Regions from separate parts of the Zea mays genome. Here region 1 is linked to region 2. The links are chromatin contacts, called in public Hi-C maps. All regions are on one chromosome and are shown on one strand. The core of a region is the stretch at or near the end of the contact, and the rest is flanking DNA. Distances in the headings are between cores, read along the strand shown. Region 1 holds the start of LOC100383725. Region 2 has its middle 8.6 kb from the start of LOC109940297.

Evidence for each region. A called contact is a pair of places that touch in the nucleus more often than the background predicts.
Region 1: a Hi-C map of leaf shows a contact between it and region 2, with 5 times the contacts expected there. The contact joins the promoter of LOC100383725 here to the enhancer-like site in region 2. A contact is called at or near these places in 2 of 25 Hi-C or Micro-C datasets (ear and leaf).

What each region holds. Positions count from the first base shown.
Region 1 is chr6:19,813,792-19,820,981 of Zm-B73-REFERENCE-NAM-5.0, forward strand. It overlaps LOC100383725, which reads right to left and starts at 4,111. Exons shown (of 1, transcript NM_001176362.1): 1 at 2,688-4,111. The coding sequence starts at 3,563. The coding sequence ends at 2,700.
Region 2 is chr6:19,570,311-19,577,035 of Zm-B73-REFERENCE-NAM-5.0, forward strand. It overlaps the pseudogene LOC103630883. Among protein-coding and RNA genes, the nearest start is that of LOC109940297, 8.6 kb to the left of the region's middle. Within about 2 kb of position 2,926, at least 14 of the 20 cell types and tissues checked have an H3K27ac peak or open chromatin away from gene starts, as enhancers often do. A contact at or near this core is called in ear and leaf, where this site is marked.

The sequences.
Region 1 (7,190 bases), core at 2,861-5,360, 240 kb after region 2:
TAATAAATAACCAACAATAAATCGTAATGGAACATGGTCGTGAATCATAAGTATCATTAACCCAAAACCTGGTAGAGCACTAGCAAGACTACCCAATAATTCATTTGTATTCAAGGTGTAGGGTAAACAAAACTAGGCAACCTATTAGGTCCCATCAATTTAACCTAACAGTGCATGCATTGGTGAGATCATAAACATTATTGGGTTAAAGAAGGTGATCAAGGACACAACTTGCCTTTTTGGGTGCAACTCCAGGTACTTCTCCAATTTGGTCTTCAGGTCTCTCGTGACCTCGCTTCTACTCGTAGCAATACATACAAATAAACAAAGAATAGATAAAAATAACATTATAACAAAACATGAGAACAAACTGTGTAGGAATATTCTACGTGTCAAGACGAATCCGTAGGTTCGAGAACCACTAAAAGCGGAGTTAAAACAAATTAGTTATGGATTTTCTAAGTTTATGGAGTTATTTTTATATTAGAATTCAATTTCCTTATTTAATTTAAAAATCCCAAGGACAGCTGGACTGCGGGTTCGGTTTCTATAAAGTCCAGGGGTCTAACTACAAATTTCTGGACTTGTTTGAAAGGATCTTCCTATAGTATAGGACGGCGGGTTTATTGCACAAAAACTCAGGGTTTCTTTTTGCAAATTCGTTTGGCTGGTATAACGCGGACGCGTCTGGGGCCGTTGGATCCAGATCCGATGGTCCTGATATAATGGCCGAAGGGGTACTCGACCTGATCCGTTGGATTCGCGATCAACGACTTATATTAAAGCATGAAACGGTACGCAATACCGGCCCTTGGATCAGAGATCCACGACCGAGTTTTCATACGACGAAACGCTGTGCCCTGATCTGCTGGTGACCGTTCGATCTCGGATCTACGGCTTCAGCTTCATCCTCCTCCCCACGCCGTGACCAGGCGGCGGCGCCGTGTTCACCGCGGCGAGGCTCGCCGGCGTAGATCGTACCAGACGCTCTGGTGCTCTACCCACCAATCCGAATAGCGCTACGTGAAGCAGACGATACGACGAATCGGATGAGGCATCCTTACCGAGGAGTAGAACGTCGGGCGACGCTATCCACGGTGCTCCGCGACTTCGTGGCGGTGGTAGGCGGCGATCGACAAGCAACCCCCACCCACGAGCCCCAAAACCAAATCCCACCACTGCAGAACAATGCACTGAATAGGGCGAATGCTATGGGGGCTCCATACCAGTGATGGTCGCCTGTGGCGGGGCTGGCCACGATGAGTAGCGGAAACTGGCGACGTTCAAACGCCGGTGAGGCATCCCGTCGATTCGGCCCTCGTGATCGGCGATTCCTTCTGCGCGCGCCTCCCTGCTGCTTCGGTGAAGTCCCTCGACCGCGCACAGAGGGTAAGCTGAGGGAGCAACGCAATAGAGCAACGGATGCAACTTCCTTCCTCTAGGCGACAGCGAGCGCTTTTCCCCCCTTTCCCCCACACCTCGGCCTCCCTCTATTTTTCGTGGACGAGCTCTCCACGCGGATGATTTCTTCGGCGACTGGGATGAGGACGAGGCAACCAGGGTGCTAGGATTTTTACTCCGGAGCGCGGACGCGAGATGCGGAGGAGGTTGTTACGCGGCGCGTGAGGTGGTTACGATAGAGGAGACGGGTCCGACGGGATGGTCCCACCACTCAGCGCCCCGTGAATGCGTGCGTGACCAAAGAGGTGAGGGGCAGACAGGTGGGGACCACACGGCATTGACTTTACATAAAAGCAAAGGAGAGGGGACGAAGTGTGCCGGCGGGGTGCAAATTCCTTCCTGGGCCGCACGATGGTAAGAAAAAGACTTCTGGGCCGGCTACTACTTTCAGCCCGAGAACAGGTTTTATTTTCTCTTTTGCTTTTTTCTATTTTGTTTTTTTCAGATTTAAATTTCCAGATTTGGTTTCTTTCAAATTTCAAGTTCAAATCTTGGTTTTCAAAACTCAAATTAAATGCACCACTCAAAAGACACAGCATGAGATGCAAAGGTTTTATTGTATTCATATTAATATTTGTTTAACCACATGCTTCAAAATATAAGCCACATACACATATTTTATTTTCATAAGGTACTCCTTTTGAATGTATACTCTAAATTTTATACTCTTATTTATTTTTGGTGAAGTTAGTGTATATATTCTTTACCATGAATTATTTAATTCATATATATATATATATATATATATATATATATATATATATATATATATTGTTGTAAAGGGTGCTTTAGGAGAATAATTAGATAGTTTGAAAGTCTTTCTTCTATTTATTGTTCCAAGTTTCAACTTAAACTTTAATCTCAAGATTTGGATCTAAGTTTTGAACTACCAAACTTTTAATATTGTCTTCTATTTACTTTAGAGAGGCAAACTTTATAAACGAAAGAAATCGTTATTAGAAACCATTTGATCTCAATTTTTTTTTGGAAAATTCTCTATATCACCAAAATGTTATTTTTGGGTGTTACAGGTAGCAAGAGATGATCCCGCGATGTCTGGTTAACCAATCCATCCCCAAAATAACATCTATTCCCTTTGACTAAAGTATGGTTAGGTCTGCCTTGAACTCTAGTCCCCCGATTAAGATACTTACTGCCCTGCATATCCATGTGCAGTTCACTTCCCCCATTGGTGAACTAGTGATTATGAGGCGTCTCCGAGGTATGGACTTTAATGGTTATTGCGCAGCAAATTTAGATGACACATATGAACTGGTGGCGCCTGAATCAAACAGTACTGTCGCAAAAGCATTATTAACCAAAAACTCACCGAGCGCGACGTCGGAGGCGTCTGCAGCGTCCTCGGTGGTCAGGTTGTTCAGCCTTCCTCTTGCTGCTGGCGGAGGTACACGCACCTGACTGGCTTGAGGGGTGCCTCCGGTTGCTGGTGACTTAGCCGGAGTCTGGTACTGTCTAGGACGCAGGTACACTGGCTGCCTCCTGCTGGGGCAGTCTGCTGCACGATGGCCTGGGTTTCTGCACGCGAAGCAAGTGAAGATGAACGAGCTTCCTGAGGACGGAGCCGGGGCTGCTGGCCTTGCCACACTAACTGCTTGATGTGAAGCTGCTGGCTTTGGGTAGCTCGGGTTCTGGTAACTGGTGTTCCCATAGCTGGGGCTGGGCACACTAGCGCTGGGGCAGGGTGTGCCTCTGCTGGACTGGTGTAGCCCGGTCTGAGGGCGCTGAGATGGCCCTAGGCGGTTCGGGGGACCAGTGCGCTTCCTCCTAAACCCCACACTGTCCTCATAGTCCAACCTCTCCCTTTCAACAACGATTGCTTTGCTCACCATGTGGCAGAGCGAGGGAAAGTCATGGGTGGCGAGGTGAGTTCTGAGCGCACGATGGAGCCCTTGCTTGAACCAATACTGCTTCTTCTTGTCTGTACTGGTCTCATCTGGAGCATACCTCATCATCTTGGTGAACACACTCGCGTATTCCTGAACGCGCTGAGTCCCCTGCTTGAGCTTGCGAAACTCTTCTGCCTTGTGAACCAGGATCTCCTTAGGGGACACAGAACTCACGGAAGGCAGTGGTGAACTCATCCCATGAGATGCTAGCAGGGTCTGGATGGGTTTCACAGAAGCTGTCCCACCAGGCTCGTGCAGCGCCGGTCATCTGGTGAGTGGCGAGGGCCACACATTCCTCATCGGTGCATGTCAGGAGGTCTAGCTTCTTCTCAATTTCTCTTAGCTAGACTTCTGCTTCCAGTGGGTCTTCAGTGAAGTCAAAGGTGGGAGGCCTCAGCTTGATGAACCCCTCGATCTTGCGAGTGAGGGTTTCTGGGTGTGGATCGCGACGGTAGCCATTGACGCCGTGGTGTGGGGCTTGGTGAGCTATGAGCAGTGTGCGGTGTGCCCATAGCTTCCATGAACTGGTTCTGGTTGGCCATCAGCTGAGCTAGAGTAGGTACTGGTGGTTCAGGCGGTGGATATGGGTTTTGTGGATTTGGATTGGGAGGTGGTGGCGGTAAGTTATGTGGGTTGTGGTTAGGTGGTGGTGGTGGTGGGGGTAGATCGTGGTGATTTGGGCTAGGTGGTGGAGGTGGTAAGTCGTGGTTCATCCATGGCTCAGGGGGTGGGTTGAGGTTGTCTGGTTCAGGTATTGGTGGTTCCTGATTGCCCAGATTCGACGGGTGCTGCTCCATATCTAGCGGTGGCATCTCTTCCAGTGGTTGGTTCCTTCCACCAGTGGCCCGTCCCTGGCCTTGGCCCCTTTCTCCGTGTCTTCCTCTGGCTCCACGCCCTCTTTCTCTAGGGGCTGAGGGGCCATACTGGCTGTTCGGTCAAACAAGTCTGAAAGGCGAACTTAGGGTGCGTTTGGTTGGAGAGTCAACTAGAATGGAGCGGCTCCATTCTAGTTTTTGAGAATGGAGCCGTTCTATTCTGCGTTTGCCAAGCAAAACAGAGCCGCTCTATTTTTTGTTTGGTTGAACAGTAGAATAGAGCGGAGCCGCTCCGTTCTTTGTTTGGTTAGAGAGCCATATGAGTATAGAGGGGAAGAGAGGGAGGAGAGTGCTCGCGTCCGGGAGAGCGCTCACATCTGGTTGTTTTGGAGGAGCGGGAGCATTCCAACTATTTATGGTAAATTTCTATATGGAGACTCCAGGAGCCGCTCCGCTCCTCTTTTGTTGGAAACCAAACATCCAGAAAATAGGAATGGAGCCGCTCCATTCTCTTCCACTCCTCAACCAAACACACCCTTAGATCAGCTCCAAGAGAACGCTTAAAACACCCTAAAAAGAATTTATTAGCAAAACAGCTCGTTTTCACCAATCCAACAGTCCCTCTATTTTCTCCCCCAATGGCTTGGCATCCCGAATAAGCGTCCGTCCTCCCCTCATATTTTTGCCTCGGTGACTCTTCCCCAATCGACTGTGCGCGCGCGAATGCGCGCGAAAATCGCAGGGTGTTCGACGCCATCCCGCGCCCAGCGTCTTCGCCTGGAACGCTATCCTCATCGCACTCTGGCTTCACTCGACCGACCCCTCCGCCGCGGCCTGCCTCCGGCATCTCTCCTGACGAGATCACGCTCTCCGCGCTCCTCAAGTCGCTCGCCGAGTCCGGACTGAGGCTGTCTGCACTCGTCGCCGCAGAGGTCCACGCCGTCGCGGTCCAGCGCGGCTTTGGGGACGACCTGTTCGTGTCCAATGGTCTCATCACCGCGTACGCGAACGCCGGAGATTCACGCTTCGCTCGCGCAGTGTTTGCCGAATTTTTCAACAGCTCCTGGCCGGCTGCTCCATGTGGCGGCGCTGCCACCAGTTGCAAAACCTTGGTGAATATTTAAACCATGTGGCCCAATTAAGTGAATACGTGGCCCATGTTGGTGATTTAAATATTTTAGGGATCACTTTTTCACATTCTGATTTGCGTTCACAGGTTTTTTAGCATTGTTTTTTTTTTCAACATCCCCCAATACCAGATTTTTGGGAACATTTTTTTATGATCTCTTGGAGTTGCTCTTAGCGGTGGATCGACATCTGCCTACATGTGGATGGGGTGACATAGCGGTCATACTATTGCCATAGTGGCGTTTTAAGCAGTGTTGTGGGCGACACTTTTATTCTTAATTGTTTTTGAAATAATTCAAGTAAATAAATCGGCACACAATGGGAAGAAGCATAAGATCCAAGCAAAAAGCATGAAGATGCAAACACACAAACAAGGGTATCAGTCATGATCGTACTATCGTGGTAATCAAGATTCAAGGCGAGATGGTTACTAACGATCGACCTCATCATACATGGACTCATCATGGTATATGACTCGACTCATGACGGGGGTGGCAATGGGGCTAATGATACAGACTCTATCACGAACACTGTCAATGTCAGGGCTGCAGGGTACAGACTCTCATGGACTCATAACTCCATCAACTTATGAAACCCTAAGCACGGTTACTCCTAAACTCTCATCATGAATGTGTCATGGAAACTGCCACCTGTGTAAGCATCTATTCTGCTTGTCTGAAGAGGATCTGGTAGTCAGATGTGTCATCGTTGGAGAACTATGTGACACTGGTACCAGTTGGGAAGGATACTATCCTGCCCAGCTCGGACCGTCCCTCTGGGTAGAACCTGTCGGTGACCTCCATGGCCCAAGCCATCTCTAGGGTCAACTTCTCCTTCTTCCTCATGACACAGCGACTCTCTATCAGCCGCAGTGTAGTGCGGGGAATCCAGAATCCCTCCTTCTTGATCTTGAGTCGGTTTCCTGCCGGTAGGCAACGGCTAAGAGCTCTCAACTCTTAGACTCGACGTTGGTCAGAGTCCTTCCAAACCTGCAGGAGTCTGTCACACTTGTACTGTTGGTAGGCTGCCTTCTGGAGTGTGTCAGTCAGGTTGGCTGCGTTGGCCAAGTTGTTCTTGTCCTGATGGGCGATCTTTCTCTGCAAACTCAGGTTCTCTGTGACTACTGATGTCTACTCCTCAAAGACCTCACCCACTCTCGAGTGCATAGTCTCCAGTGCTCTGCCCAGCTGGGTTAGCTCCAACTCTGCGTGGGTCTGTCGGGCCTCGGCTGTCATGCGGCGGTATCACTCTGCTGCAAAGCTCTCCTGGGCAGTCCTGGCGGCACGCTCGTTGGTGTTGTTCTGGATGTTGTTTGAATAAGTCCATGAGGCAGTTAACTATAGAAGGTAAAGGTGATTAGCACCATTCATGGCATGGCCCAGGGAGTTGGGATGGCAACTACCGATCACGAGCATGCCTTGATTAGCAGAATAATTTCCTACCATGTAATGCAGTCAGTTCTTTGTTTAAATAGAGATAGCAACCACAGAGAATGTGTGGCCTTTGCAATAGCAATACACCAGTATCCATCTCGTGTGTGTGTGTGGGAATTCCATCTCGTCTTAGGGACTTCTGTCATTTGGTATCAGAGCCAAGTCCTCGCCGCAGCTATGGCATCGCAGCCGCGTTCCAAGCAGCCGCTGATCGGTGATGGCTCCGGCGAGGAGAAGGTCCAGCCATCATGTTCGCCGCGCCGTCGCCGTGGCCGTTCCGGTAGTCGCCACCGCTCTGGATCACGGATCGTGGAGCGCGTCGTCGAGCGTTCATCCGCCAACGTCGCGTGGCCGATGCTCACGCGAACAAACTACCCGGAGTGGGCGCTGGTGATGGAAGTGAACTACCAGACGCTTCGCGTCTGGGACGCTGTCGACATCGGCAT
Region 2 (6,725 bases), core at 1,676-4,175:
TTTGCACCAGTAGCCAGACTAGAAACTGTGAGAGTTCTAATAGCTCTTGCAACACATGGGAATTGGGAGTTACACCATATGGATGTGAAGTCTGATTTTCTTAATGGGAGTCTCAAGGAAGAGGTATATGTTACACAACCCCCTGGCTTCCAAAGCTCTAAGATGGCATCAAAAGTTCTGAAGCTAAACAAAGCCCTGTATGGGCTGAAACAAGCTCCCAGAGCTTGGAATGCAAAGCTGGATTCAGAACTAGTTATGTTGGGATTTACAAAATGCCAAGTGGAGCATGCAGTTTACAGGAAGGGAACAGGTGAATCTCTACTGGTCATAGGAGTCTATGTTGATGACCTAATCATATGTGGGCCATTAGTTGACAGGATTGCAGAGTTTAAGAGATAGATGCAGAAGACTTTCAATATGAGTGATTTAGGATTACTCACCTACTACTTAGGGATGGAGGTCAGACAGAGGGAGAATGAGATCACTATCTGTCAGAGGGCTTATGCAACAAAGATTGTCGAGTCACTGCAGATGAAAAATTGCAATCCAACAGACACTCCTATGGTACAAAGAATCAAGCTTACTACTGCAGAAAAGGGGACTGAGAGGGATGAAACAAAGTACAGAAGCATAATTGGCAGCTTGAGGTATCTAGTGAATACCAGACCTGACTTATGTTTTGCAGTGGGTTTGGTCTGTAGATTCATGGAAGCACCAGACAAGGAACATTGGCAAGCAGTGAAGAGGATAATCAGGTATCTTGCTGGCACACTTGATTTTGGTGTTAAGCTTAGAAAAGGAGGTAGTAGTGAGCTGTCACTACTTGGGTATACGGACAGTGACTGCTCAGTGACCTTATCAAAAGGAAAAGCACCTCTGGTATTCTATTTTTTCTAGGCATGAATCTGATAACTTGGGCATCACAGAAACAGAAAGTTGTGGCTCTCGCCTCGTGTGAAGCAGAATATGTTGCTGCTGCTCTTGGAACATCTCAAGGAGTGTGGCTAAGTATTCTTATTGCAGACATCACCAATGAACCCATTCAGAAATTCAGACTATTGGTGGACAACATGTCAGCCATCGAGCTGAGTAAAAATCCAGTTTACCATGAAAGGAGCAAACATATTGACACTCGTTTTCACTACATTCGTGACTGCATTGAGAAGGGCGTGGTTGATGTAGATCACGTGGGCACTGAGGATCAGCTGGCGGACATATTAACGAAGTCGTTGGGCAGGATCAGATTCGTCGAGCTGAGGTCAAGGCTGGGCGTGATTCAAGTCCAACAAGATTAAGGGGGTGAAATGTTAGCTAGATGAATAAGTTTTCACTTTGCTGTAATCGTGTTGGAGTCTTTACATTTCAGTTGTGTGCGTGTTAGGGGCAAAGAACTGTAGGCGGTCGGTGCTGTGCCTGACGCGCTGCAGTCGCCCGTGTGCGTGAACCAGCCGCGACGCTGTGCTGCGCATGCCTGTGGTCGTGATCCGAAAATCGGGCGATCATGGAGCGCGACGTGCGGCGGGGAAAGACCAGGCTTCAAGCCTTTGTATTCGCACATATATAAAGTGACTAAACACCCGAAAAACTGCGGCGGTTGCGCAGGCAAATATCATCGTCTCCATTCTAAATTCTGTGAGTGTCTGCGTTCTAGGGAGGTGTCGCCGCTGTTCGCCGGACCTGATCGGCGGGCCTCGGATCCAACAGAAGCAAAGGGATCGGTCACTGTTTGAGACGATTAGAAGTTGGGATTGTGCAGGCGAGAACTCGGTCTCGTCGGTCTCATCAGTGAGAGACCACCATAGACTGTTTTGCAATAAATTGTACTGGAGACGATGTGACAGATTGTTTTCTTTGAAATTTCCCAAATTTATGGAAACAAAGTTATATTTTCAAAGCACTTATCTTGTGCTGATTATTGATATTTGTGTGGGCCGAGATTGGACTATAAAGTGAATACATTCGAACCATATAAATGTCAGGCGAATGTAAAATCGAAGCACTGTACTGGGAAATAGAACGTCCATACTCTTGTCAGTTAGTCAGATCCAGTAGCTACGGCTGGAAACACAGGTACACAACATGTACTGAATCACTGATTAAGTTGTACAGTACTTGCTTGGCCCGCTTGCAGTGACTTTGAAAGGATAATGGTGGCTTGTTTGAAAAACTTCCAAGTCGATCGGAGAGGAACGTTCCAGCCATAAACCATCTCTACTATAATGGACAAATCAACAAACAAAAGAATGAAATTAGAAATATACTGCCTAGTATCTAAGATCTCACCAATAATCATTTTGTTCTATACGATCGCATACTGCAATTTGGCTGATTTTTTACAAATGCCAAGCCTTCAGTTTCCTTCCATGGCACACAAACAAAAAGGAAAAAAAAACAAACTATTGCATTACGAGTCATCAAGTGCTCAGGGAAGGGAGAGGGAACAACCTGCAGGTGGCGACGAGGAGCGCAGAGATCCAGCGAGGGCGCCGCCGTGTGGCCCGGTGCGGGGTGTCGAGTGCGGCTCCGCGCAGCCTGGCGTGGGGCGCCGCCTTGCGGCATGGAGCGCGGTGGCGAGATCAGCTCCGTGCGGCATGCAACGAGCAGCCGGGTCGTCGAGCGTGGCTCCTCGCGGCCTGGAGCGGGGCGTCTAGCATGGCTCCGCAAGGCCTGGCGAGGGCCACCGTCGACTGTCGTATGACCTAGAGCGAGGCGTCAAGCATGGCTCTACGTGGCTTGGTGAGGGGCGGCTCAAATCCTGCTATCCTGGGTCCAGCGGTGGCCACCCTCGGTGAGAAGATTCGGCAGTGTGACGGTGGGGAACCTAGCAGCGGGACATGAAGAGGCGCGGGACAGGGAGGGAGGGGAGGGGAGAGGAGAGGATGATGTAGTATGATTTTTTGCGGGAAAAAAAAACAAAGCCAGAGGGAATCGAACCGTGGCCGATGGCGCTTGCGTGGGGAGCTTGAGGCGGAGGGAGGGGAGGGACGAGGGGGTTAGGTGGGTGAGAAGCCTATCATCAAACTTCTTCCATCGACCATCGGATCTGATCTAGGTATTTTATTAGCCCTTGATTCTAATAGAGACAAATTCTCGTGTGTATTTTTCCTGGTGCACACAATGGATGGAGCTCTTAGCGAAGGAAACCAAACATTTCACACTTTCGGGTATTTGGGTGATTGAGCAAATTTGAAAGGAAGTGTGATGAATGATTCTTTCTTGGTTATGCAATAAATAGCAAAGCTTAGAGTGCACAGCAAAACCCACAGCATAGTTTAAGAAGTGTATGATGTCGAGATTGATGAAACAAATATCTCACAATGAAACAAGAAAATCTAGATGATGATGTGAGAGGTACCAGATTGGACAATGCAATGAAAAATATGCCAATTGGTGATGTGAAGCCAAGGGAGGTGGAAGAAGATGATGAAGATTCAATTAGAGTGATGGGTTTTGTTTGTAATTTGAGGGCAAAGAGTGTGATATTCAAGAGCTTGTTATTATTCTTCAAAGACAGGATCCATTCACATTATCATATTCTGTTAGCTTCTGCCGAAGCAAATTAAAGTGAATGAAACCTATATATGATCAAATGTGGTATTTATTATTACAGATCTTACAACCGAATTCAAAGCTAATAAATATAGATATTACAATCCACTTGGGGTTAAATGCATATTTTTGCAAGCAGGACAAACCCCAAAACTTTTAAATCATATTCCTATTTCTTGCCTGCAAGCAACACCTGACGGCGATACTCTGTGAGAGCCCAGATAGGAAAGATATTCCTGTAAGTGGAGTAACTAGCCATGGCAGTTTGTAGGAAAACTCCAATGATCTCCTGTTGTATACATTTTTATCAGCATAATGTTGTAAATGATAATAAATCAAAATGGGATCCTTTGCATAAAGTAACTATAAAAGAGTTTTTATATAGATAATCCTGCATATGTACACGTTATCTATACAAAAACTTGGATACCATAGATTAATCATTGTTGATTTGAAACACACATTCTATAATACATCCTAGTATATATAAAAGAGTTTTTTTTTTGTATCTGACCATATTCCATAATGCATCCTAGTATATATAAAATAGTTTTTTTATCTGACCATATTCTATAATGCATACAACACAAAAGGAAAAAGTATATATAACATATTGGCATTTATCCTAGTGTGCTTACTTCAGGTTTCAACCTATTAAACCTAGTATTCTACACACTGAACTGCACAATATTGTCTAAATGACCCCCCCCCCTCCCCCGGTGATTTTGCCATAGTGGCGTGCCACGCTAGCCTGGCCCACTTGTCAGGGGGGAATGAATGCACTCTAATTGTCCCTGCCTCAGCCCTCCCCCTCTCTCCTTAACGTAGAATGACTTCTCGGCCAGCCACATGACACCCCGCAGAGCATCTCTAGCAGCTCACCAATATTTTACCCTCAATAAAATGGTTTTGGTGATCATCAATAGTGCCTTTTCATAATAGAGGATGTGGAAAGAAAAAGATGGTAGTTGTTGTGGTCCCATCATTATTGGAGGAGATGCAATTCCCCCTTTTTTTGAGGGGAGATGAGAGGTTTTTTTGGTGATCACCAATAAAAGAGAGACCTATTGGGGATATGTTGGAGCAATGAAATTGTCTCATCTCCCCCAATCTAATAGTTTTATGGGGATGAGAGATGATATTGGGGAGCTGTTGGAGATGCTCTAATAGTGTTGCTCATTGTATCCCAGCTCCACTCATCCTTTGCGCTGTCGATGGCCTCGCACGAACAACCATGGAGTAGCACCGTGCAGAAGGCGTTATAGACCTTGAAGGTGGCATGGACCCCACGGAGGGACGTGGTGTAGAGCATCGTGAAGGATTAAGGGATGCTTGCCTTAGAGTTGTCCACGATTGGGTAGAGGGGATGCGGAAGTGGTAGTCCCTACTTTTGAGCTCATAGGACATTGTGGGCTTGGCTAGAATTCTGGGTCAAGTCATCACACAGGGACACATGATGGTGTTATTAGACATTTTTCTAATACAAAATATCTGTACAAGCATAATCTCACATCACATTTACAAGAATTATATTTGCGCGTACTAAGGCCAAAACATATTAGAATTAAGGGTAATGTGAATCTGCTGTTATTCATTCTTTATTCTAGTAATGTTACTGATGGCAAACATAATGCCATAAAATCAACAAGATTCATTTGTTTACTCATAAAAATTATGATGTGATCAAGGATCTAAAGATATACAAATATAATGGAGATTGGCTCGGACCCTCTAAGGAGGAGAAGGCCGGAACTATTTTTCCATTATCTAAAACAAATATAATGGAGATGCTTCACACTCTGATGTTCATATTTTATATACGAAATAAAAATCATGCTCATCCATTCATTATTTTTACTGCAATTATCATTCCACAACCACTATATAGCATTCTCCTGCCTATACAAACTTATCTCCTGGGGCATTTGGTTGACGAATATAGATATTAGTGGTATTTGGTATTCCTAACAAGCCTATCTATGGATTTAATTTCCATGGAACTTTGATTTAACATTGTTTTTGTATAGGTTAGTTTGTTTAGTTGCCAACCCATGGATTTGAAACTGCTAGGTATATATCACTACTAGTTCATAGTATTATTATTAAACTATTGTTTTTATGCAATTTCAAAGATGTAAATATAGGTATGTGCTCTGCTTGAGTTCTCCTGAAATTAGATTAATTTTTGACGTGTGCAAACATTCTCCATAATATATTGCGAGAGTATGCCTACATCCAATATGATTTAATACATTGAACATCATGGTTATATCAAGCTTGGCACTACGGTTCTCATTATAATCAAGAATACTTCCTCACGAGCTATAAATTTTGGTTGGGTAGATTCATTTGGGCTAGTAGTCTAGAGTAGCTTCCATTTTGAGAAGCATGCAGTAGTAATCCTCCAACTTTGTGAATTTAGTTATAAAAGTATATGCGAAAGATTATTAGGAATTTTGTAAGAATTATGTCGCCACAATCAAAGGCTTAGTGATGTGTCTTTAATGAACGATTAACACCCTATAAGAATAAATTAGTATTGTTTGAAATTTAATCAGTTTTCTCCTCTAGCATTTATAGGAAGGTAGAAGAAAGCATTAGTGCTTATCCATTGACCTTATTACCATCTTAGTTTATAGTTTAGTAATATCATCTCTTGGTGTCTTCTAATGACAGTGAATCAACCCGTCAGTGGCATCTGCTTTTACTTACTTGCTGTGGGAATTCATCACCATCTTCTAACTGTAAGTTGAGCAAAACCTTTGCTGCTCGATGCAGAGGCACTGGATCTCTTTCAGCCTATAAGAGACATCAAATAGTTTATTTTGCGAATGCCCACATCATAGTGAAAATCCAAGAAACAAAATGTTAAACAAAAAAAGCAGACCTGTCCAGCCTCAATTAGTGCCAGCAAGGCCCATGCAGTGTTCGTACCATGAGGTCGGTTACCATTAAGATTTGTGTAAACCTAATTGAATGCAAGCAAGAAGATGATTGGTCAGATCTTGCAGTTTAGGGATTTTGGTACTCTCTATGAGTACATTTTTTTTTTTTTTTTACTATGCACAAACCGATAGATTGATGTAAAACTTACCTCATTATGAGCTGACAACCAGCTCTCTCCCCAGCCACCTGAAGGAAGCTCTTTTGACAAGAGAAAATCACATGCCTTTTTG